5 separate regions of the Sus scrofa genome follow, and regions 1, 3, 4 and 5 are each linked to region 2. The links are chromatin contacts, called in public Hi-C and HiChIP or PLAC-seq maps. All regions are on one chromosome and are shown on one strand. Each heading gives the region's core, a stretch centred on a gene start, on an enhancer-like site or on the middle of the called end of the contact. The rest is flanking DNA. Distances are from core to core; before and after follow the strand shown.

The links. Hi-C and Micro-C count contacts between places; a contact is called where the count stands out from the background. HiChIP or PLAC-seq counts read pairs in DNA pulled down with a chosen protein or histone mark.
Region 1: a contact with region 2 is called in a Hi-C map of fetal liver, with 3 times the contacts expected there. The contact joins two enhancer-like sites. A contact is called at or near these places in 1 of 5 promoter capture datasets (liver), 24 of 47 Hi-C or Micro-C datasets (alveolar macrophages, blood, embryonic fibroblasts and 13 more) and 2 of 2 datasets of contacts at active chromatin or transcription factors (alveolar macrophages and skeletal muscle).
Region 3: an H3K27ac HiChIP or PLAC-seq map of alveolar macrophages shows a contact between it and region 2. The contact joins two enhancer-like sites. A contact is called at or near these places in 3 of 47 Hi-C or Micro-C datasets (embryonic fibroblasts, fetal skeletal muscle and omental adipose tissue) and 2 of 2 datasets of contacts at active chromatin or transcription factors (alveolar macrophages and skeletal muscle).
Region 4: an H3K27ac HiChIP or PLAC-seq map of skeletal muscle shows a contact between it and region 2. The contact joins two enhancer-like sites. A contact is called at or near these places in 4 of 47 Hi-C or Micro-C datasets (embryonic fibroblasts, fetal liver, liver and 1 more) and 2 of 2 datasets of contacts at active chromatin or transcription factors (alveolar macrophages and skeletal muscle).
Region 5: a contact with region 2 is called in an H3K27ac HiChIP or PLAC-seq map of skeletal muscle, with 5 times the contacts expected there. The contact joins two enhancer-like sites. A contact is called at or near these places in 1 of 47 Hi-C or Micro-C datasets (embryonic fibroblasts) and 2 of 2 datasets of contacts at active chromatin or transcription factors (alveolar macrophages and skeletal muscle).

Annotation. Positions count from the first base shown.
Region 1 is chr6:157,995,545-157,999,308 of Sscrofa11.1, reverse strand. All of the region lies in intron 4 of SSBP3 (single-stranded DNA-binding protein 3), which reads right to left. Among named protein-coding and RNA genes, the nearest start is that of SSBP3, 86 kb to the right of the region's middle. Within about 2 kb of position 1,733, at least 5 of the 83 cell types and tissues checked have an H3K27ac peak or open chromatin away from gene starts, as enhancers often do. A contact at or near this core is called in fetal liver and liver, where this site is marked.
Region 2 is chr6:157,842,018-157,845,881 of Sscrofa11.1, reverse strand. It overlaps LOC106508664 (a long non-coding RNA gene), which reads left to right. Exons shown (of 3, transcript XR_002345181.1): 3 at 1-177. Among named protein-coding and RNA genes, the nearest start is that of ACOT11, 12 kb to the right of the region's middle. Within about 2 kb of position 1,346, at least 72 of the 83 cell types and tissues checked have an H3K27ac peak or open chromatin away from gene starts, as enhancers often do. A contact at or near this core is called in alveolar macrophages, fetal liver, liver and 2 more, where this site is marked.
Region 3 is chr6:158,057,133-158,061,189 of Sscrofa11.1, reverse strand. It overlaps SSBP3 (single-stranded DNA-binding protein 3), which reads right to left. Exons shown (of 17, transcript XM_021096596.1): 7 at 2,921-2,987; 8 at 2,726-2,802. Among named protein-coding and RNA genes, the nearest start is that of MRPL37, 84 kb to the left of the region's middle. Within about 2 kb of position 1,914, at least 25 of the 83 cell types and tissues checked have an H3K27ac peak or open chromatin away from gene starts, as enhancers often do. A contact at or near this core is called in alveolar macrophages, omental adipose tissue and skeletal muscle, where this site is marked.
Region 4 is chr6:157,976,903-157,981,131 of Sscrofa11.1, reverse strand. The region is part of intron 4 of SSBP3 (single-stranded DNA-binding protein 3); the gene reads right to left. Among named protein-coding and RNA genes, the nearest start is that of SSBP3, 67 kb to the right of the region's middle. Within about 2 kb of position 2,946, at least 13 of the 83 cell types and tissues checked have an H3K27ac peak or open chromatin away from gene starts, as enhancers often do. A contact at or near this core is called in skeletal muscle, where this site is marked.
Region 5 is chr6:158,088,098-158,092,058 of Sscrofa11.1, reverse strand. MRPL37 (39S ribosomal protein L37, mitochondrial) reads left to right here. Exons shown (of 7, transcript XM_021096592.1): 7 at 11-186. The coding sequence ends at 88. Among named protein-coding and RNA genes, the nearest start is that of MRPL37, 53 kb to the left of the region's middle. Within about 2 kb of position 2,693, at least 39 of the 83 cell types and tissues checked have an H3K27ac peak or open chromatin away from gene starts, as enhancers often do. A contact at or near this core is called in alveolar macrophages and skeletal muscle, where this site is marked.

The DNA of each region.
Region 1 (3,764 bases), core at 484-2,983, 150 kb before region 2:
TGTGTCCAAGTCTAGAAACTGTGACACAATAATGCTAAAGGGAATGTCTTCCTTTCACGTCCCCCACTTTTCCTAAAGTTGTCTTTCAAAGACAAGGAGCACCGGCTTGAAGCAGGAGGAGAGCGATCCCTGGATCTCCCTCCTCCTCCAAGCCCGCTCCTCACCTCCAGGCCCCGGGGCTTTAGCAAGGGGAGGCCAGGTGCGGGGGGAGAGGAACCACGGCACACAAACCTGGTTTCAAACCCTGTTAACATGACACCTCCAAGAATGACATTTAACCAACAGGAACCTTCTGGGAATGCTGAAATACCCTCCAAAAACCCAAACCAGGCAGGCAGGCTTTATAAAGAGTGTGCATGTGCGTACAGAGAGCCATACTTTGCAGTACGGAGACAGATACACCCTTCCATTCCCCAACAGCAGCAGTGGCCAACTTTCCACCCCAAGCAGCCATCTGGGGCTCAAAGGGAAGGTGTCAGATTGATCACCAGGGTTGGATTAATTTTTTTTTTTCCCTCTTAAATCCCCTTAACTGAGAAAGCAGCTTGAGCCAATTCTGCTTTTCTCACAGACACCAAAACACCAAGCTATAGTTACACCAGCTCATCTTCACACCCCCAGAGATGGGGGGAGGGGGAGGATGGAGCTTTCCAAGCAGTTCTCTGCAGAGTCTCACCTCCTGGAGAAGAAGCTGGAAGCCTGGGCTTAAAGGAACAGGATGCTGGGAAAGGACCACGTCCCCAAGCCTTCCCCTGCCCCCACGCAGGTCTCCTTCTGATGAAGGAGGTGGCGTCACCACCCAGTGGCCTCTCCAGATCCTCCACTGACTCTTCCCCCCTTCCCCTCTGCTCTCCCACGGCAAACATTTTCTAGACTCTTGTAGTTCTTGCACCATCCGGACCTGTACCAGTTCATACATCCTCAAACCTTAGTGAAGGGGTGATGGGAAGGTGAGCCGTCCCATCCCAGGCTATCTGCACCTTCCTCTTCCCATTTCATTGTCTTCCCTCAGCCACCTGACAAGGGGGTACTCCCGTTTCATCAGGGAGCTACCTGAGGCTTGCAAAATGCTGCAATTCTGTGCCTGAATCCTCGGGGTTCTATGCTTTCAATGCCATGCTGCCTGTGGCAGACTCTGCTCAGGGGCGAAGGGCAGGGAACCAACCACTATGAGCAGCAAACGTGCCGAGTGCTTCTATATACATTCTTTCCAATCCTTACAACAAGCAGCAGAACCAGGGATGCATCCTTATCCCCACCCCCCAGGTGGGACACCAGAGGCTCAGCGATGAGCTGATTACCATCTCAGACAAATTCCAAGCGATGAGCTGAACTGGAGCCCAGGTCACAGAACTGGATCCGCGTTAATAAGACCCACATCCCCCGACATGGTGACTGTTTAAATCGTCAAACGCTCCTCCGGAAATGGGACTGGAAACCCCTGTGTAGCTCCAAGCCAGGTCTACACCAGCCACCATGAGGGTCAGAGTGCTTTTGTGGGGTACGAAAACCAGGGGAGGGGAACCCTCCGGATTTTCCTCTAATAAGAGTTCCCCGGGAAGAGGGACGCTCAGGGCTCCTTCCCGTGGAACCTGGTCCTCGCTTGGAACCCACCCTGAGCTCAACTCGGAAAGGTCCTCGATACCGCCCCTCCCGGTGCAAGCCCACTCTGCGTCAGTGCCTTTACCACGCAGACCATGCCCGAGTTTGTTAATGATCAACCCTCCAGGCAGGCGCCAGCTGTTCAAAGGGACAATGACCACCTCCAGGAAAAATGGCCCAAAGCAGGTTCTGCATCAGTTTATTAGGTTGTAAAACAGAGTCCTGGAGGAAGCAACAGCAGCAGCAGCAGCAGCGAAGACATGGTCTTTCCGGTGGGTTTACTGTTCTTTTGCTGGCCCTTCTCTTTGAAGGAGGCAGGTGGCCTGGGAGGCCCAAGGAATGAACCAACCACAAAGACCAGCACTGGGGAGCCTGGTTTCAAAACTCACATCTGGACAGACCCCCCAATTTCTCAGGTTCTAAAAGAAGAATCGGGGCTCCCTTGGCTCACAGACGCCTCCGGAGGGCGACAACCCCTGTCTCCTGCCATCCACTCATGCACCAGGTACCTGCTACACACCAGGCAGTGAGAGGGCAGAGGAGTTCAAGGCGAAACAGATGTGCCCCCGGCCTCCAGGGGCTTCAGGTCCCGGGGAGGGGGCGGGTTAGATTCAACACAAATACGAGTGACTCCCAGAGGGGGAAAGCACCAAATTTAAAGTTATGTCGAAGAAAAGCCAACTTCTGAGATGACAAATGCTAGCAATGCCTAAAAGAAAAAAGACCAAGGAGGGCAGAGGCCTGGCTTCAAAGAAGCCAAAGACAACACCTAACAGGTTTTAGAGTTAATACCCAAGCTGCTGGGCAGTCAGGACTCTGAGCATCATCCAGGGGCGAGGAACCTGGGGCAGAGACACACGGACAGGCCCTGATTTCAAGGAAACCGGGTGGGGGAGACAAACAGATATCTTTAACCCACAGAGGTAAGCTGTCCCGGTAACTCTAGCAAGTAGCACCATCCTGGCATACGGGAGGCGGTCAACCAAAGAGTCTGTGGAATGAATGGATGGATGAATGAACGAAGTACAAAACAAAACCCAAAAAGCCAGGAACAGTTTATTCTACCTTGAGGAGGCAGGAAAGAATTGCTGGGAAAAGAATCTAGAGGAGTTCCCATCGTGGCTCAGCAGTTAATGAACCCAACTAGTACCCATGAGGACGCGGGTTCGATCCCTGGCCTCACTCAGTGGGGTAAGGATCTGGCATTGCCCTGAGCTGTGGTGTGGGTCGCAGATGCAGCTTGGATTCCACGTTGCTGTGGCTGTGGTGTAGGCCAGCAGCTACACCTCCAATTTGACTCCTAGCTTGGGAACCTCCATGTGCTGTGGGTGTGGCCCTAAAATGCAATCAATCAATCAATCAATAAACAGACAAAAAAAAAAAAAAAAGAAAAAAGAAAAAGAACCTAGAGCCCAGCTGGCAAGAGAAACTTGCCCTCCCAGCAATTGAGAGCAGCAGCGGGCATCCTGGGCGGCAGGACTGCATGGTGCTGGGGGGATGCGGCATGTCCCGGGATCTCCGAGGAGCCCCTCTGTCCATGCCCAGGGATGAGGGGCATGTGGGCTTCATCCTGAAGCAGAGGAGAGAGGCTCCCTGAGATATGCAGGCATGAGTGCAGCAGGGCTAGATGGGCACTTCAGAGAGAACTCTGGCACCACCCTCTACTCATCCCAGTGCCCTCCGTTTCCAGAGGAGGACACTGAGGGCTTGACAAGGACAGTCCCTGGCCTGATGTCAAGTGGCTGGATGCCTGGCTTCCATCCTGAAAGCTCTCACCGCATCACCCAAGTATTCCAGAGGCTGCAGGGCAGCCCTCAGGCGAGGGGCCTGCGAGGAACTTCCCCTGCCTGAGCCCCAACCTCTTCCTCCGTGAATAATGGGGGGATCGATGCTGAGTCTTGGGAGCTGTCGTGCAAATCAAATGAAGGATGTGCCACCTCAGCACCAGGACATGCACACAGCGAGCCCTCCGAGAACACGGGCCAGACTCCTTCACTCCTTGAGTGTCTGCTGTGTGCTGCTCTAATCATGCAGGGCCAAGTGACTTAGAGGGAGCTCAAGCCCAGCAAGGGACAAATAGAGAGAATGACCCTCACAGCAGAGGACTGGGCAGAGGGGGATCTGAGCCCTTTGGGCTATAAAGTGAGGTGGTCAGGTAAGCA
Region 2 (3,864 bases), core at 97-2,596:
AAAACACGAAGCAGGCTACTTGAAATTTGCCTTCAGCTGCCTGGAAAATCTGCAGAGAACCCCCTTTAATCCCTCCTTCTTACCCCCAACTTCTGCCTTCCTCTCCCCCCCTTGGAGGGCGCATGGCCCCTTGAAGTTTTGTTTGCTTGCAGGGAATAAAAAAACAACAAAAACCCAGCTTCAGTATGGAGGGTTTTTCTTCCTTTTTTTAAAAAAATATTAAGCATCAAGAGACAGAGCAATCTGCTTGCAGACACTATACGTGCATAATTAATAAAATCTCATTATTTATTTATAAAGAGACACACGAGGAACTGGAGAATGAGGGCTATCCCCATTATATATGAAGAGAGGGAGAGAAAGAGTGGGAGAGGAAGGCAAATACTTTTTGAGCGTTGGAGCCTTCCAGGGAAGTGAATCTCTCAGTATGGAATGAATAAGAAGCATCTGCCTACTCCTTATCCAACTGGTGCTCCGAGCTCAGGAGGCATCAGAGAGCAGAAACCCGGTTCAGCTTAAAAAAAGGACCGGGACCAGTTCGGTGCTCGGCAGTGCACTGGATGCCGGCTTTGGGCAGTTGGCAGAAGAGGAGGCATCGTGGAGGGCCTGGCCGCGGGGCAAAAGGGTTGGGAGCCAATCTGAGGCTTCTAAAGAGGGGGGGACTTGGGCACAGACCCCCTGGTAGGTGGGGGGGAGGCGGCACGGTCACGCCATGGCCACCACGTAAATAACCCAGACCGCCGGCTGGGGTGGGGGGAGACCCTGGTTCCTCCGGTCCATTATAAAGCAGGTAACCGTGAGCGGAGGGGGGTGGTTTCTAAACGCCAGCTCCAGCGCCAGCTCTGCCCTTGGACCTCTGCATGCCAGATGCCCGGCCAGGGCCGCCAATATCAATAACCCAACTTATTATATAACAGCCCCCGCAGCCAGGCAGGCAGGGGTCAGAGCCTCCCGGGCTGGAGCTGGGGTGGACCTTCGCTTTCGCCGTTCTCTCTCTCTCTCTCCTCTCTCATTTTTTCTTGAGACATGCTTTAAAATAGAAAACAGGCTTGTGCAGGAACCAACCCCACAGAAAGAGGTAGTTTGGAGGGATTTTCTCCCCCCCACCTCCCTCAAGTGCAAGCAACTCAGGCAGCGGAACGCTCAGCCTTCCCGGGGCGGTGGGCTCCAGGAGGGGGGGCGGGGGGAAGGGCTGGGGAGGGGTCGGCCTGGGCAGCAGCCCCCGCAGGGTTACCCGGGCGCGTGCAGGGAAACGTCTCAGCAATTCCAGCGCCCGAGCGGAGCGCGCGGGGGGCGGGGGGGAGGGTGGCGCGCGGCGCGGGGCACCTTGAAACCGCCGGCGGCCGCGCGCTGATTGGCCGAGCCGCCGCCTCGGCGTTCCAGCCAGGCGCCCCTCCCCCCGCGCCGTCCACCCCGGAAGGAATTTCCTCCTCTGGCGGCCGCTATTGTTGTCCGCCTTCGCTGTTTGGGTCGGATCGCGTAACCATAGTATCCAAACTGTGTCCGCGCGGGGCCCCAGCCTGGGACCCCTGTGCCCCCCGTCCCTCCAAGCGAACACCCCCACCTTTTTTTTTGCAGCCTACTTATCATGACTTCATCGGACTCCGGGGAGCAGAAGAGGGGGATGGGGCGGGGGGAGCTGGCCCGCTCCTGGCGGCCCTTACTTCGAGATGTTTTCAATTATAATTTTTTAAAAAGTCTGCTTTGTGGGTTCGGGGCTTTTAAATCCTTCCTGCTCCCCCCCCCATTAAACCGTTGGACCAAACTTGAATGGGGTTTTCCCTCCGTTTCTCCTTGACCGTCTTCACTCCAGACCCTGACTTTGCTGCTCACAGCTGGGGGGTGGGGTGGGGGACTTAGCAGAAGTCACCCCCTAAACCCAGCCCCTCAAACCCCCGCTGTGTCCAGGCTCCTGGGCCTGGGCTTGAGCTAGGGAAGACCAGGCTGGTGGAGGGGGTCGAGAATATCGGACCCTGCAGCCTCCACCCTCCGTCCTGGGGCGCTTTCTGGAGGGGTTGGGAGAACCCTGGCGACAGGTTTGGGGGCGGAGGTGCAGGGTGGATGCCCGCCAACCCCTTATCAAAAGGATACGGGGGTGACGGGGGAAGCAGCTGACAGGTTGTTGGAAAAACAAGCCCCCTCGCCCCTCCAATTTCTGCCTCGGCTCTCTGAGCACAGAGACTTCCTAGTCGGCGGCGCGAGCAGCCTGAGACCATACCTGCCCCCCACTCCTGCGGAAAAAACAAAAATAAAAGCCCTGTCCTTGCGAAGTGTGTTCTGCTGAGAGAGGTGGGGGAGCCAGCAGCAAGTCCGCACCGGGCGGGCTGCGAGCGGCGCGGGAGCCCCTGGGGCTGGGGCTGGCAGCGGGGGGCGGTTTGTGTGCCGGGGGGTGTCAAACATTCCCAGAACTCAAGTATTCTCGTGGCGCCGGTTGGGGCGGGGGTAGCAGCTGCGGCAGCCCAAGTTCGGGGCAACACTGCCCCCTAGGGGCCATCGCCGGCGCCTTGCAGCCTGGGAGACGAGGGGCCTGGAGGACGGAGCCAGTGGTACCTGGGCAGGGGTGGCAGTGATCCCCTGGTGACAGGCCTGAGGAGGCCTTCCAAGCGCCAGTTCTGGGGGCCAGGAGGATGCAGTGCTGAGGTTTGGATGCTTTCTCTAGAATTTAAAACTTTAGCATGCTGTGGGGGTCCAGTGATGGACTGCACCTTGAAGATCAATGGGTCTAGTCCCCTTTTGTGCAGTTGGGGAAACTGAGTCCTGGAGAGGGGAGCAGTTTGCTCAGAGAGATGGGTTTATGCCTTCTTTGGAGTCACAAAGTCTTCCTTCATCCCTCAGTGCTCAGTATACAGCATTTTACAGGTGAGAGATCAGTGCGGGCTGGCCTTGCTCAGTTCTGCAGCCGAGGGCGACCTCAAGACTTTGTCTTTCAATCCAGCTCTCTCAACTGTGGGGACTTCGGGGGACCTGAACCATCAGCTCACCTGCCCTCTTCTACTTGGGGGGCAGACGGTGGTGGCTGTCGTGCTGTGTATCCATTCTGGTCAGACCAGGGTCGAAGGGACTGCTCCAGGTGAGGGGGTCCCTGCAGAAGAGTATGCGGCTGCTGCCACCTGAGTTCTAGGCTCCTTAACTGTTGCCATCTCTGGACCTCAGTTTCGCAGTCTCTAAAATGGGGTGTGGGCAAGAGGATCCGGCAGGTGTCTTTCTTCTCCAGTGTTTGGTGACGCTGGACTGCTCCTTCTCTTCTTTTGTCTGTCACATCCTCTCTTCTGGCCCTCTCAGGTCTTTGGGCTTGCTCCTAGGTTGGGGGTTCGCCGGGCTGGCTTCCTCAGCCCACCCTTCCTCCCTCCCCACAGAGCTTCTGCAGCCGCTGCTCCCCTCCCCTCGCCTCCCCTCCCCTCTGGCAGGCGCAGAGCAGACTGCGGGAGGGAGGGAGCAGTGGGCACGGAGCCAGCAGAGCGTCCAGTCAACCCCTTGGGAGAACGGGGCATGTGGAGGGGGGCTCTGTCAGAGGCTCAGCTCAGCGCAGTGGGGGGCAGGGTCCCTGGGGGTTATTCGAGTCTGGCTGCCAGCCTCCTTCCTCTCTCCCTAGAGATGAGGGGCGCTGCACAGGGAGTCATTTTGACTCCTCCCTCTCCCTTACCGCCCACGAACAATCGGGCACCCAGTCTCATCTTTTCTCCCCTTAGATATCTCTCCAGTGGTTGCCTTCTCCCTGTCCCTCACCACCACCCCAATCTGCAGGCCCGCTGGTCTACAGGGGACTCTAAACTGACCCCTCTGAGCCTTCCTCACACTGTCTCCTGCATCAAACCTTTTTAAAATTTTTTTTGCTTTGTAAGGCTGCACCTGCAGCATGTGGAA
Region 3 (4,057 bases), core at 665-3,164, 210 kb before region 2:
TTGCGGGGAGGGGCTGGGTGAAGGCAGTCAAACGGCTTGAACCCCCATTTACAAATGCAAGCGATGGGACACAAAATGATAGAGATGATGAGCCCTGCTGTACGTTATGCATGGACGTTGTTAAAGAGTTTTCATCGCAAGGAGCAAAGATTTTTTTTGGTTCTAGTTCCTTAATTTTGTATCTCTAGGAGATGACGGATGTTCCCTAAACTTACTGTGGGAATCGTTTCACAACGGATCTAAGTCCAATCAGGACGCTCCACAGCTGAAATGTACACAGCGCTGTGCGTCAATTACACCCCTTAAAACTGGAAAATGAAAAACAAGAGCGATGCTTTCAGAGCCCTGGAGGCTGGCGGGGGTGGGTTGGACCAGCTAGTCGCCCCCGGGTGCCAGCCACTCCCTCCCCTCTGGGTGCCAACTTCAGGGCCCACGACAGAGCTCCACCACTGCACACTGCTCAGTGACTCCTAACCTTCCAGAACACTCTGCTCTTGGTCTGTCTGAGAACATTCACTCCCAGCTTCTGGAACCTCAATATTCCTACAGGCTTATGAACAAGCTGTTGATGGCCTTTGCCAAAAAAAAAAAAAAAAAAAAAAAAAAAAAATGCAAAAGAAACACGGAGCCATCACCAAACCCAAGCAGCTCGAGTCCTGAACAGGGGTGTGTTTTGGTTTGTTTGGGTTTTTTTGGCTTTTGAGGGCTGCATGTGTGGCACTTGGAGGTTCCCAAGTGAGGCTAGGGGTCGAATTGGAGCTGCCGTTGCTGGCCTACACCACAGCCACAGCAACGTGGGATCCGAGTCGCATCCTTGACCTCCACCAGAGCTCACGGCAATGCCAGATCCTCAACCCACTGAGCGAGGCCAAGCATCGAACCTGCATCCTCACGGATACTAGCCGGGTTCTTGGCCCACTGAGCCACAACAGGAGCTCTCTGCACCCTGGCTTTAAGCCCCCGGACTGACTAAGCGGTTACTCTGTGCCAAGCATCACGGCGAGAACTTGAGCCTCCTCCTTTCGGCGCCCCTACTAGGCATTTCCTGGTCTCCTTCCCACTGCACAGATGCAGACGTGCGGTCGCCAAGAATCAGAGGGGTGGGTGGTAGAATACTCCTTCCTCTTGTATCCCCCAGGCCCCCCAGAACATTCTGAGTCCAAGGCCACTGCTGATTTCCACACCAAGATAGTGTCTCTAGCGTGCAGCTGAGGAATCTGCAAGCTTCTGCCTTGGGAGGGGGAGCGCTCGGCTCTCAGGCCCTGCCGCTGCTCCCACGGGCCCCTGCCGAGGTCAGCTCCGGCAGGCCGCCCGGCAGGAAGGGGCCACTCTGGTGGCTTAAAAGGAGCTGGTGAAAACACAAGCTTTGGGGGATTTGAGGAAAGAAATGAGAACAAGAAAGCCAGAGCTGCAACTGGTGTGGGCTTGCTTCCTTTTAGGGCTATGGGGCCAACGAAAGACAAGGACCTCCCTAAAATCTTTCAACACCACAGATGTTGAAAGATTTGAGGACGAAAGCAGCAGGCTGGGTGTGCAGCACACACGATTCCGGACAGAGTGGGAGGCTGCGGGCGTGGGGGCAGACACCCCTTCCTAGAAGGGGAGGCGTGCGTGCGTGTGTGTTGGGGTCGGGAGGTGGGAGGGGGACACCGGAAACCTGTGCTTGGGCCCGGAGGAGCCAAACACCTACAAGCAGGAGTGGGAGAGACAAGCGGGCTTCCGGGCAGGGCAGAAAAGAAAGGAAGAAACACCTAGAACAGAATCCTCCTGCTCTTCCTTGGGAAGCTCCCCTCTCCTTACTCAGGCTTTGGGCTCTGGATCATCGGATTCCAGAGAATTCCCAGGGAGAGCAGAACACAGTGGACGCTCTGCCACAGCTGCTGCAGGACACAGAGCCGCACTCTCACACTGAGCAGAGCAGGAGCCAACTGTGAGAAGGTCCCAGGACAGGGATGGCCGTCAGACACCCCCCAACCCCCGAGGGTCCTGCAGGACCTGGGACCTGTGGGGATGGAGCTGGGTCACAAGGAGCGACCCCTGTGCTGTAACTATGAAGAGGTAGGCAGGGCGCTTAAGGTCATTTCTTCTAGAGGTTTCTAAACTGTTCTTCCGGGCACCGGAGCCCCTTCTGGGCAACAGAAATCTTAGGCGGGACCCCGGTGTGGGAAAGCGTCAAAAGCTCTGGGCTGGAGGGAGCACCAGGGGCCGCGGCTAGCCTGACCTCCTCTCGGCTGGGGTGGTACCTCCAAGAACCATGGCTATAGACTCACCCCTCACTGGACAAGCGGGGACGCTGGGGCCCACTGAGGTCAAAGTGACTCATCCAAAGTCAGAAAAAGGGGAGTTGCAGTCAGTGACATATGCTGCCTTCAGGTTACAACAAACTGTGACCGTGGAGCCAGCTCCAGTCCACCCCCAACCTCTGCTGGGAGAGGGAGGGAGCTCAGGGGACCCACAGCACTGCTGGGCCCTACAGACCCCTGCTTCTGCTCCCTCCAGTCCCTGCCATGGGCGGCTCTCAGAGGCCCCTCTTCCCTGGCTCCAGGGACTCCCTCAAACCCACCCGGGGACCTGCCCGGTTGTGGGCAGAAAGGGCAGCTAAGGCCCTGGTCAGGCCCTCTTCCCACCCCTGCGACGTGGAAAGACTGACAGACTTGGAAAGAGGAGAGAAGGCGGGTGCACACGGATGGCCAGGCAGATGGACGGACGGACAGGCGACGGTTACCTGTGGGCCGGGCCCCATAGGCCCCATGCCTCGGGGAGGGTTCATTCTCTGCATGGATCCTCCCATGTTGGGGTGCCCTGCGTGAGAGAGGGGGTGAGCCGTGAGGGCCAGGAGGAGGAGACAGACAGTGGGGGGAGGAGGAGCCGCTCCCAACCCCCCCACAACCTGGGCAGCCCGCCCTGCCCCCGCCTCTACCTTGTTGCCGTGTGGGATCCATGGAATTGGGCAGCAGTGGCTGTGTCCCAGGAACTCCGCCTGGAGGCTGAAAGACACGGAAGACGCGAGCTGAGCGGCTGCTCCGCAGGGTTGGGGGACAGAGGAGGACGCACCTGCCTGCCCCAGCTCCCTGCCCAAGCACTGGGGGCCACTCATGGCGCCCCAGAGACCACCCCGGCTAAGGGGTCCCCCGGAGGGGCAGTCAGCTCTGGCAGGTGTTACAGAAAAGGGCAATGTGGGCGCTCATCTGCCGCGGGCGCTGCTGCCTTCCTGGGTCCGTATACCTGCCAGAGCCCGGTCACTCTGGCCACACCGCCTGCCACACACCCCTCGGAGGCCGCACTGCTCCCTCCCTTTTACCACCCAAACCCTGTCTTTCTTTGGCCTCATGGAGATGCAACTCCTTCCCTCCCCCGACCCCAAATTGCAGGGACACCAGAGATGCATAAGCCAAAATCCTATCACCACGGGAAGTCCTTTTTATTTTATTTTGCTTTTTAGAGCTGTACCCGCAGTATATGGAGGTTCCCAGGCTAGGGGTCGAATCAGAGCTACAGCTGCCAGCCTACTCCATAGCCACAGCAACATGGAATCCTTAACCCACTGGGTGAGGCCAGGGATTGAACCTGCAACCTCATGGTTCCTAGTCAGATTCACTTCCACTGCGCCACAAAGGGAACTCCAGGAGGTCCTTTTTAAAGGGGAGCAGGGGACTGACCAGGGGGCTTCTGAGATTTAGATGAGGATGGGTCCAGAGGCCCCAGTGCCCTCAGTCACCTGCGGGCTGAGCCAGGAGGGACACCCAGGACTCTGGACCCCTGTCCTCTTCCACCACAAGAAATGCCACCTTCCAACCCCAGGAGTGAAGGAGGGGGCCTCCAGGAGAGGGTGAGAGGGACACTGAGGAAGAACCTGCCCCAAAGCCTGGTGTGATCACTATCGAGATGAGGACAAGGTGCCAGGGGTTTCCTGAGTGAACGCTTGGCACACCCACTCCGAAAACCCATTACCCGTGATTTATTTGGGACGGAAGCTATTTTGGCTGCAACGTGAAAAAAGAGAAAAGCAGAGCTGGGAGAGGAGAGGGAGGGAGTTGCTTTTAAACCCTGTGGCTTA
Region 4 (4,229 bases), core at 1,697-4,196, 130 kb before region 2:
ACACCTGCAGAGAGAAGGCAAGGACACTCTGGGTTCTAGCCAGGAAATTTTGGTGAACGCTCACCTTTTTTTTTGTCTTTTTAGGGCCACAAGCGCAGCATATGGGGTCCAACCGGAGCTGCAACTGCCGGCCTATGCCACAGCCGTAGCAATGCAGGATCCAAGCCGCATCTTCGACCGACACCACAGCTCACGGCAATGCCAGATCCTTAACCCACTGAGCGAGGCCGGGGTTTGGACCCAAGTCCTTATGGATACTAGTCGGGTTTTTGACTGCTGAGCTACAACGGGAACTCCGTGGTGAGCACTAACTTTTTAAACCTCTCACCATCTACCCAGAAGGACTATAAAACAGAAGGCCAGCCGCTTGCCTTTCATCCACCTGTCTTTGCACCAGGCTAGGCTAACACGAGTTGAGGTGAAACAGATACTGAATGACACGTCCCCCATGACACACTCAAACCCCTCCTGAAACCCCAGAGCCTCCACTCCTCACCTCCCCCCCTCCTCCCACTAAGGAGAAGGGACTGGATTCATTCCTGCACCAGCTCGGGGGGCTCCCCCAGCTCCCCGGACCTGGGAGGAGAAAGGAACACCAGCCCGGCCCTCCCAGGCCCAGGAAGCCAGTGGGCACCGAGCCGACGCCCCCGCCTTGGCAGAGCCGCCCGGTTCAGCAGCTTTTCAAAGTCAACAGAGGAAGGTTTTCAAATCCTAAAAGGCTTCTCAAGCCCCTTCTAATCTGCCTGCCATTTTGTTTCGTCTGCTCAGTTCAAGTCAAGGGGAACTTGACATTTGGAATACTAACTGCAAATAATCCCGCGCCAAGGACAGGGCCTGGCGGGCTGCAGTGTCAGCATGTGGCTCACAAGGATAGTGGGGACACTCCAGACATGCCAGCTATGTGCAGAGGGTCTCAGAAGGCACATGTCACATCAGGCCCGGTGGCCACCTGGGCGGGGGCAGGGGGGACCCCCAGAACGGTCAGCCACCCCAAGGGCAGGGCCATACCTAACTCACCGGCTTCCTCCACACCCTGCCCTGGGCGTGGCAGAGGAGAGGGGCTGCTGGGAGGCTCTGTTGGCAGAAACGACGTTGGATGAATGATGCAGGCAAAGAGGGCAAGGGGAAGGGACGCTGGACCAGGACGCATTCTGCAAACTCTTGGTGGGAGCCCTGCTTCTCTCTACTTCCACTTTGCAAAGGCCCCACCGCTCATCTGAACAGCGGGACCTGCCCACACCCTTCCTCCCCAGAGCCACACGCCCCAGTCCACAGGACATGCAGGTAGGACCCCATGCCCGTCCCCTGCACACACACTTCCAGCCCTGTGGGCAAGCCAGGCCAGGACCAGCATTTGGGGACCTGGCTGCCTCGATTCCGGCTGTGCATTAACCCCCTCTGGCCTGCCCTCTTAAAGAGGACGAGGGGCAGGAAGTGCCAAGAGGCCAGAGGCGGCAGAGACTTCAAGGGCAGACTTGGTGTGGCCGAGGCTGACCTCCAGTCTCCAAGCGCCGAAGCAACAGGGCTTGGCTGACATACAGTGCTTTTTTCTCAAACGTTTCAAAGACAGTGAGCCCTTTGGGTATAAAAATAAAATCCCAGGACCTCAACTGAATAAGACAGAAGGACTATAATCACCCATGATGTCATGTGTGCCTACACTCGCCCCTCCATATCCACAGGTTCCTTGTCCACGCAACACTCAGGGTGGTTGAATCTGTGGAGAGGGAACCCGCGGATACGGAGGGCCCAACGTACCAGGCCACCTGATGTAAGAGACTTGAGCATCCACGGATTTTGGTAGCCACAGGGGTTCCCCAAACCAACTCCCGAAAACATCTACAAATAACACTCAATAGCAGATAAACCCCAAGTACATACTTGAAACCACTCATCCCCCAGTTCATTAGATCAACTCCTGCAAAGCACTGCCTCCTCCAAGAAGCTGCCTCTGTCCACGCATGCGTGAGTGACCCTCGCGCCCCTCTGCTGTGTTCCCACAGCCCGTGTCCCTACTATGAGGACACTGGATTCCCAGTACCTCCAACAGAGCCGGGCACAGATGCTCGGCTTGTATACGCTAAAGCAAATGTTTATTTTCCATTTCCCCAACCAGACTATAAAACCCTTGAAGGCTAATACTTTATTTGGCTTCACTCTGCAAGTACCTGAAAAAGATCTAGTATGTATCTCACAACTGGAAAACCATCTGTGGAATAAATAAGGGCGTGGATGGGCCCATGGCCTCTCACCTGCGCTGCCCCCTCTACCCCCGGAAGGAGTCTGAAGAGCCCTGGACAAATCTAAGCCTTAAGAAGACAACTCCAAGCTGGCCAGGTGATGGCAAAGCCACTGGAGCCCTCCCCTCCGCCTTTAGAGAACTCCATCTATATACACCCAAGGGTTTGAGCCTGACTTTCCATACAGACCCTGGCAGCAAAGGGAGTTCTCGCTTCCCGGCGGAGGCTAAACAGGGACTCAACCACAAACATCCAGTAATGCTGAACATGACGCGAATGATGTAAAAATAGCTCCTGTATCTCGTGCCCCCATCCTTCTACGCAGCAACACAAAGGGCAGAGCAAAGTGACACCCCTAACAAGCCTCAGCTTGTTCGGGCCCGGACAGCCCCAGCCTCCCGCATCTGGACCAGCTGCTGGGAGCCAACAGGGGATTCCAAATTACATTTTAATCACCATAATTTTTCACAGGTACCTGAAACCAGACCGTGACAACTGTGCGAGAAATCCCCAAGTAGGATGCGTGAGGTCTGTGTTACAAGCCAGGGTTCTGCGCACACACCTTTCCTCCCACGCCCTTCACTGCATGAGGCACTTCACAGTTTGCAGGAGGCTTTCTGGGCCCTTCTCTCACCCACAGGCTCTGGATTCAGACCACAGGGTTTCATTCCAGCCTCTGAAGTCTAGTGCCCTCTACAGAGAGCTTGGATTCAAGGAGAGAAGGGCGGACTGGGGCCGGGGAGTGCTTCCTTATTCCACAGGGTTAGCAGGAATATTAACGACCAAATGGAAAGCATTGCGAAGATTTTTAAAGAGAAAGCATCTATTTAAGGTAATTCACACGAGGCAGAGAGGGGATGCGTAACAGATACATTCTCAGGGTAGACGTGTCTCTACAGCCAGCAGTGAGGAGGAGCTCTGGAATGAATGTGCTTACATTTGAATCCAGGCTCTGCAACATTGTAGCTGTGGGATCTGAGGCTAGTTAATTAACCTTTCTGGGCCTGAGTTGCATCAACTGGAAAATAAGAGTGACAGCAGTCATCAGAGGCTCGCCGAGTCCAGGGAAATCAATACAAGTAAAATTCTAGCAGGGGCCCAGGCCCAGCACCCAGTAAGCACTCAAAAAAACATTTACTAAGGGACATGGGAACTGCAAGTGCCCTTAAAAAGGGACAGGCACAATGCACGGTTTTCACTCCCCACTCAGGCAGACAGGTGAGTGAATTCTAGAAGTAAGGGTGGCGTGGGGAGCAGGACCCTGCAGCTTGGGTTCTGTCTGAACATTCACATCTTTCTCCTCCACCCTGTGCCGCCCCACCCCAAGGATAAAGGGCCTTCAAGGAAGGGACTGTGTCATGTCGCTTGTTGGTAAGCCCTCGGGTGCCTGACATGTGACTGGCATGAAACTTCAGCTGGGTCAATATTTACAAAATTAATTGAACAAATTAATTTATCGCTCGTGCCCCTGTGCATTCCAGATATCAAAATGAAGCAGGCTGAACAAAGAAAGTCCTCTAAGGGCGCCGTGTCTCTTTGGCTGCGGTGATATTTGCAAAGGGAGTTGCCCCCCACCCCCACCCCCCAGGTGTCCCCAAGCGCCCGCTGGACAGAGGAGCAGAGCACTTCCTTGGAGAGGCCCTGGGGGCCCAGTTCTCGGGGGGACGAGTGGCATCAAGCCCACTCCTGCCCCAAATTGTGGGAATCCTCACGGCTGCTGAGGGCTGGCAGGGAGGGAGCACGGATGGAAAAGTGGCTCCCCATACCACCCCAAAAGAGAGCCTACAGGCAGTGAGGAGCAAGGACGCATTTTATTTTTAGCCGCCAATGACGGAAAGTTACTCTCGGAACAGTGCAAATTCTGCTTCATCACCCTCAGAACCTTCCCAGGATCCCCAGTGGCTTCCCAGGGAAATGGTGATTGATAAGGGGGAGAGAGAGGAATTTCTGGGGCCCCATAGAGGTGGAAAGGGAGGACACAGAAGAAGG
Region 5 (3,961 bases), core at 1,444-3,943, 240 kb before region 2:
TTCTTTCCAGGAACCTGTTGGGCCGATTGGTTTCCAGCCAGAGACATTCAGGAAGTTTCTAGCTCTGTATCTGCATGGTGCCGTGTGAGCCAAGGACCACTCCGAGGGCTGGAGCCCCTGAGCCGCAGTGCTCCTTTGGCTGCTGGTGGACTTGCAGACAATAAAGAGCCTTTCTGGTGCGCTGGAGCCTATGCTTATTGTGAGGGTGTCGTCGGGAGGGGCATCCACAGTCTCAAGCAGGCCCCTGCCACGAGCCTGACGCCGCACAAGGGCCAGCCCTAGAGCCTGACAGTCCCACCTTAAGCCCCGCTGTGTCCGTGACCCGTCTTGTGACTTTAGATAAGAATCTGCATCTCTCCGAGTTTCGATTTTTTCATCCTAAACTTGTGGCGAATATGACCTACCTTGTTTTAAAGACTGCAGATTATGTAGTGTCTGCCTCGTGTTGGGTGCTCTGTGACGGTGGCTAGGTTCTATGGGATTATTTAAATTGGGGACACATTCCACCACAGCTGCAGAAAGTCAGGATGGAATGTTGACTGTAGATTTCTCACTAGCGTCCTGGTTAGTGGACCGACTACATCCCTGGGCCAGCTGTTCAGATAACATCAGGTCCTGCTCTGGACCAGGCAGCTTAGCCACACACAGCCTTTGCAAGGTAAATGTATTCCCACGTTCAAGAAAACGCTGAGTGCCTCCCTTGTGCCAGGCACTGTTCTGGGCTCTGTGGGAGCAGGTGCGGAGAGGGTAAGGAGAGGCTAAAGGTCATAGAGCTGGTGTGGGGTCAGCTCCCCCAGGGAGCACTGAGAGGGAGATGGACGGGTGGAAACTCGAGGATCGGCACCCGGTGGCCGAGGACCTGACCTCAGGAAGTTGGCGCCTGAGGCCCTGGCCCACTCCCAGCTCCGTGGGCGCCCTGGAGCAGAGTTGTCCCCAGCAGGGGCGAGATGCCGAGCCTTTCTAGGAATACCAATGACCTGTCACCAGTGGCCGATGACACTGCTCCCAATGCAGGAGAGACCTTGGGTGAGGTGGCTTTTTGGGCTGAGGGCAATTCCCAAGGGACTTTGCTGCACGCAGTCAATGGGGATACTTCCTGCTGTAGGAGGATGGCTCTGAAGAGAGGTGCTGGAGCCCACGTCACCTCCGTAAATGACAGTGCTGCCTCCCAAGTTGTGCTCCCTCCAATTTACAAGGCAGGTTTTAGGCTGGGTGGGGGCAGCAGGACGGGTTACCAGGAAGAGGAGGGCTGGGGCTGCTGGTGGTGTGTGTGGAAGGTTTATTGGGGCAGGTGGTGGGCGTGTGAAAGCAGGGAGGCCCAGAGGGACCTGGTGCTTTGGGGAGTGGTTGGAAATGGGGGTGCAGTAGGGTTGGGATGAGGCTGGAAAGGCCAGCTCTCAAGGGGCCTTGAAAGCCAGGCAATTAAGGCTTCCCACTATATATATAAGCTGTCACCCTACCCAAGGCAGCCCCAGTCTTTTACCCTAAAGGTAGCTACAACCTAGAACTTTTTTTTTTTTTTTTTTTGGTCTTTTTGCTATTTCTTGGGCCGCTCCCGTGGCATATGGAGTTTCCCAGGCTAGGGGTCTAATCGGAGCTGTAGCTGCCAGCCTATGCCAGAGCCACAGCAACTCGGGATCCGAGCCGCGTCTGCAACCTACACCACAGCTCATGGCAACGCCAGATCGTTAACCCGCTGAGCAAGGGCAGGGATCGAACCTGAAACCTCATGGTTCCTAGTCGGATTCGTTAACCACTGCACCACGACGGGAACTCCCAACGTAGAGCTTTTGTTTGTGTTTTTAGGGCCACACCCTCGGCACATGGAAGTAGCCAGGCTAGGAGTCAATTCGGAGCTGCAGCTGCCAGCCTATACCACAGCCACAGCAACGCCAGATCTGAGCTATGTCTGCGACCTACACCACAGCTCACGGCAATGCTGGATCGATCCTTAACCCACTGAGCGAGGCCATGGATCAAACAGGCATCCTCATGGATATGAGTTGGGTTTGTTACCACTGAGCCACAGTGGGAACTCCTAGAGTTTCTTACATCGCACTGTTAAAATGATAATCAGGATGCATGTATGTACATCACTTGGCGTCACCCTATTTATAGACTCTTGTACACCTGCCTTTCTTCACCTAATACCTTGGGATCACAGGATCTTGCCTGGTCAGCACATTTGAGCTACGCTGTCCTTTTGAGCAGCCGCATTAATATCTACCGATGGCCATTTGGGTTCTTTCTAGTCGTTAGCTATTACAAATAATGCTGCAGCGAGCGTCTTGTTCACGTATCTTAGAGGACTTCTGCCAGCACAGCCATTGGATAAATTCCTAGCAGAGTTGCTGAGTCAGAGGGCTCTTTTTAAGAACACTTATGGGCGTGTGGAGGACGAGTTGGCAGGGCCACTGTACAGAGTCCAGCTGGAGGCCATGGCAGTAATTCTTGGGTGAGTGATGGTGGTGGCTTGGAGCCAGGCTGAGGGGGCAGAAGCCCCCAGAGGCGCGGCGGGAGAGCGGAGAGAGGGGAAGCGAGCCCGAGTTGAGCCTGTGGGTCGGAGGCTGTGAGGAAACGGCCGTCAGTGATGACCTTGCAGCTTGAGGCCTGGCCTGCAAAGAGGCCAGTATTGCAGGGCAGGCCTTGGCCCTCGTCCCAGAACCTGGAGTGAGGACAACCCTCGTGGCTGGCCTTGGCCTGTCCCCCTGGGCCGTGGAGCTGAGCTGTGGAGCTTGGCACCCGCTCTTCTCTCTTTAAGTGCTTTGCAGCTGGTCTGTCTGCAAGTTGAGGCTGGCAGAACTGGTGTTTCTTGCCCCCCCTCTTTTTTTTTTGCTTTTTAGGGCTGCACCCTCAGCATATGGAGGTTCTCGGGCTGGAGTCTAATCCGAGCTGCAGCCACCGGCCTACGCCAGAGTCATGTCAATGCAGGATCCGAGCCGCATCTGAGACCTACACACCGAAGCTCACCGCAATGCTGAGTCCTTAACCCACTGAGCAAGGCCAGGAATCAAACCCACATCCTCATAGATGCTAGTCAGGTTTGTAACCTGCTGAGCCACGATAGGAACTCCAGGACTGGTGTTTCTGTGCTCCCCGTGCAGGTGAGGAGCCTGAGGCCCAGACCTCATGGGGTAGTGTGAAGAGCGGGGAAGGTCGCATGTGATGACAGCTGCCCCCTCCACTTCCCCAAATCCCCAAATCCCACCTGCCTCATCCTCACCACCCTCTTACCTCCCTTTCTTCTAAACTCAGGGAGGGAGGAAATAGGGGATGATGTTAAGGCGTTATTTGGCCTCAGGAACAGACTACCGAGCACCCACCTAGTTAGAGTGAGTCTGGGGGAAGGAAGCAGGACTGTGAGAGGAGGGGGTACACTGGTCTAAAAATTGTACCAGAGGAACTCAGATTGTTGCCACACCTGCGCCTGTGGATGTTCCCAGGTCAGGGATCGAACCTGAGCTACAGTTGCAGGCTGCACCACAGCTGCAGCAATGCCAGGTCCTTAACCCATGCCACCACGTGGGAACTTCCTAGGGACTTGGATTTTTAAGCAACATGCATTTGGAACCAATGTTTTGACACTGGCTTTGAGCACATGTGAACACTCTCTCATTTTGTCTTTGTCTTGGAGTTCTGGCTGTGGCGCAGCAAAATTGGCGGGATTTTGGGGGCACTAGCACTAGGACACGGGTTTGATCTCCAGCCTGACACAGTGGGTTAAAGTCCTGTGTTGCTGCGGCTGTGGCTTAGATTGCACCTGTGGCTCAGATCTGATCCCTGGCCCAGGAACTCCATGTGCTACGGGGCAGCCAAAAAGGGGGAAAATGTCCTTTTCAATTTTTTAATTTTTTTAAATCTGCACCTGTGGCATATGGAAGTTCTAGGGCAAGGGGTCAAATCAGAGCTGTAGCTGCCAGCCTACACCAGAGCCACACGGGATCTGAGCCGCATCTGTAAC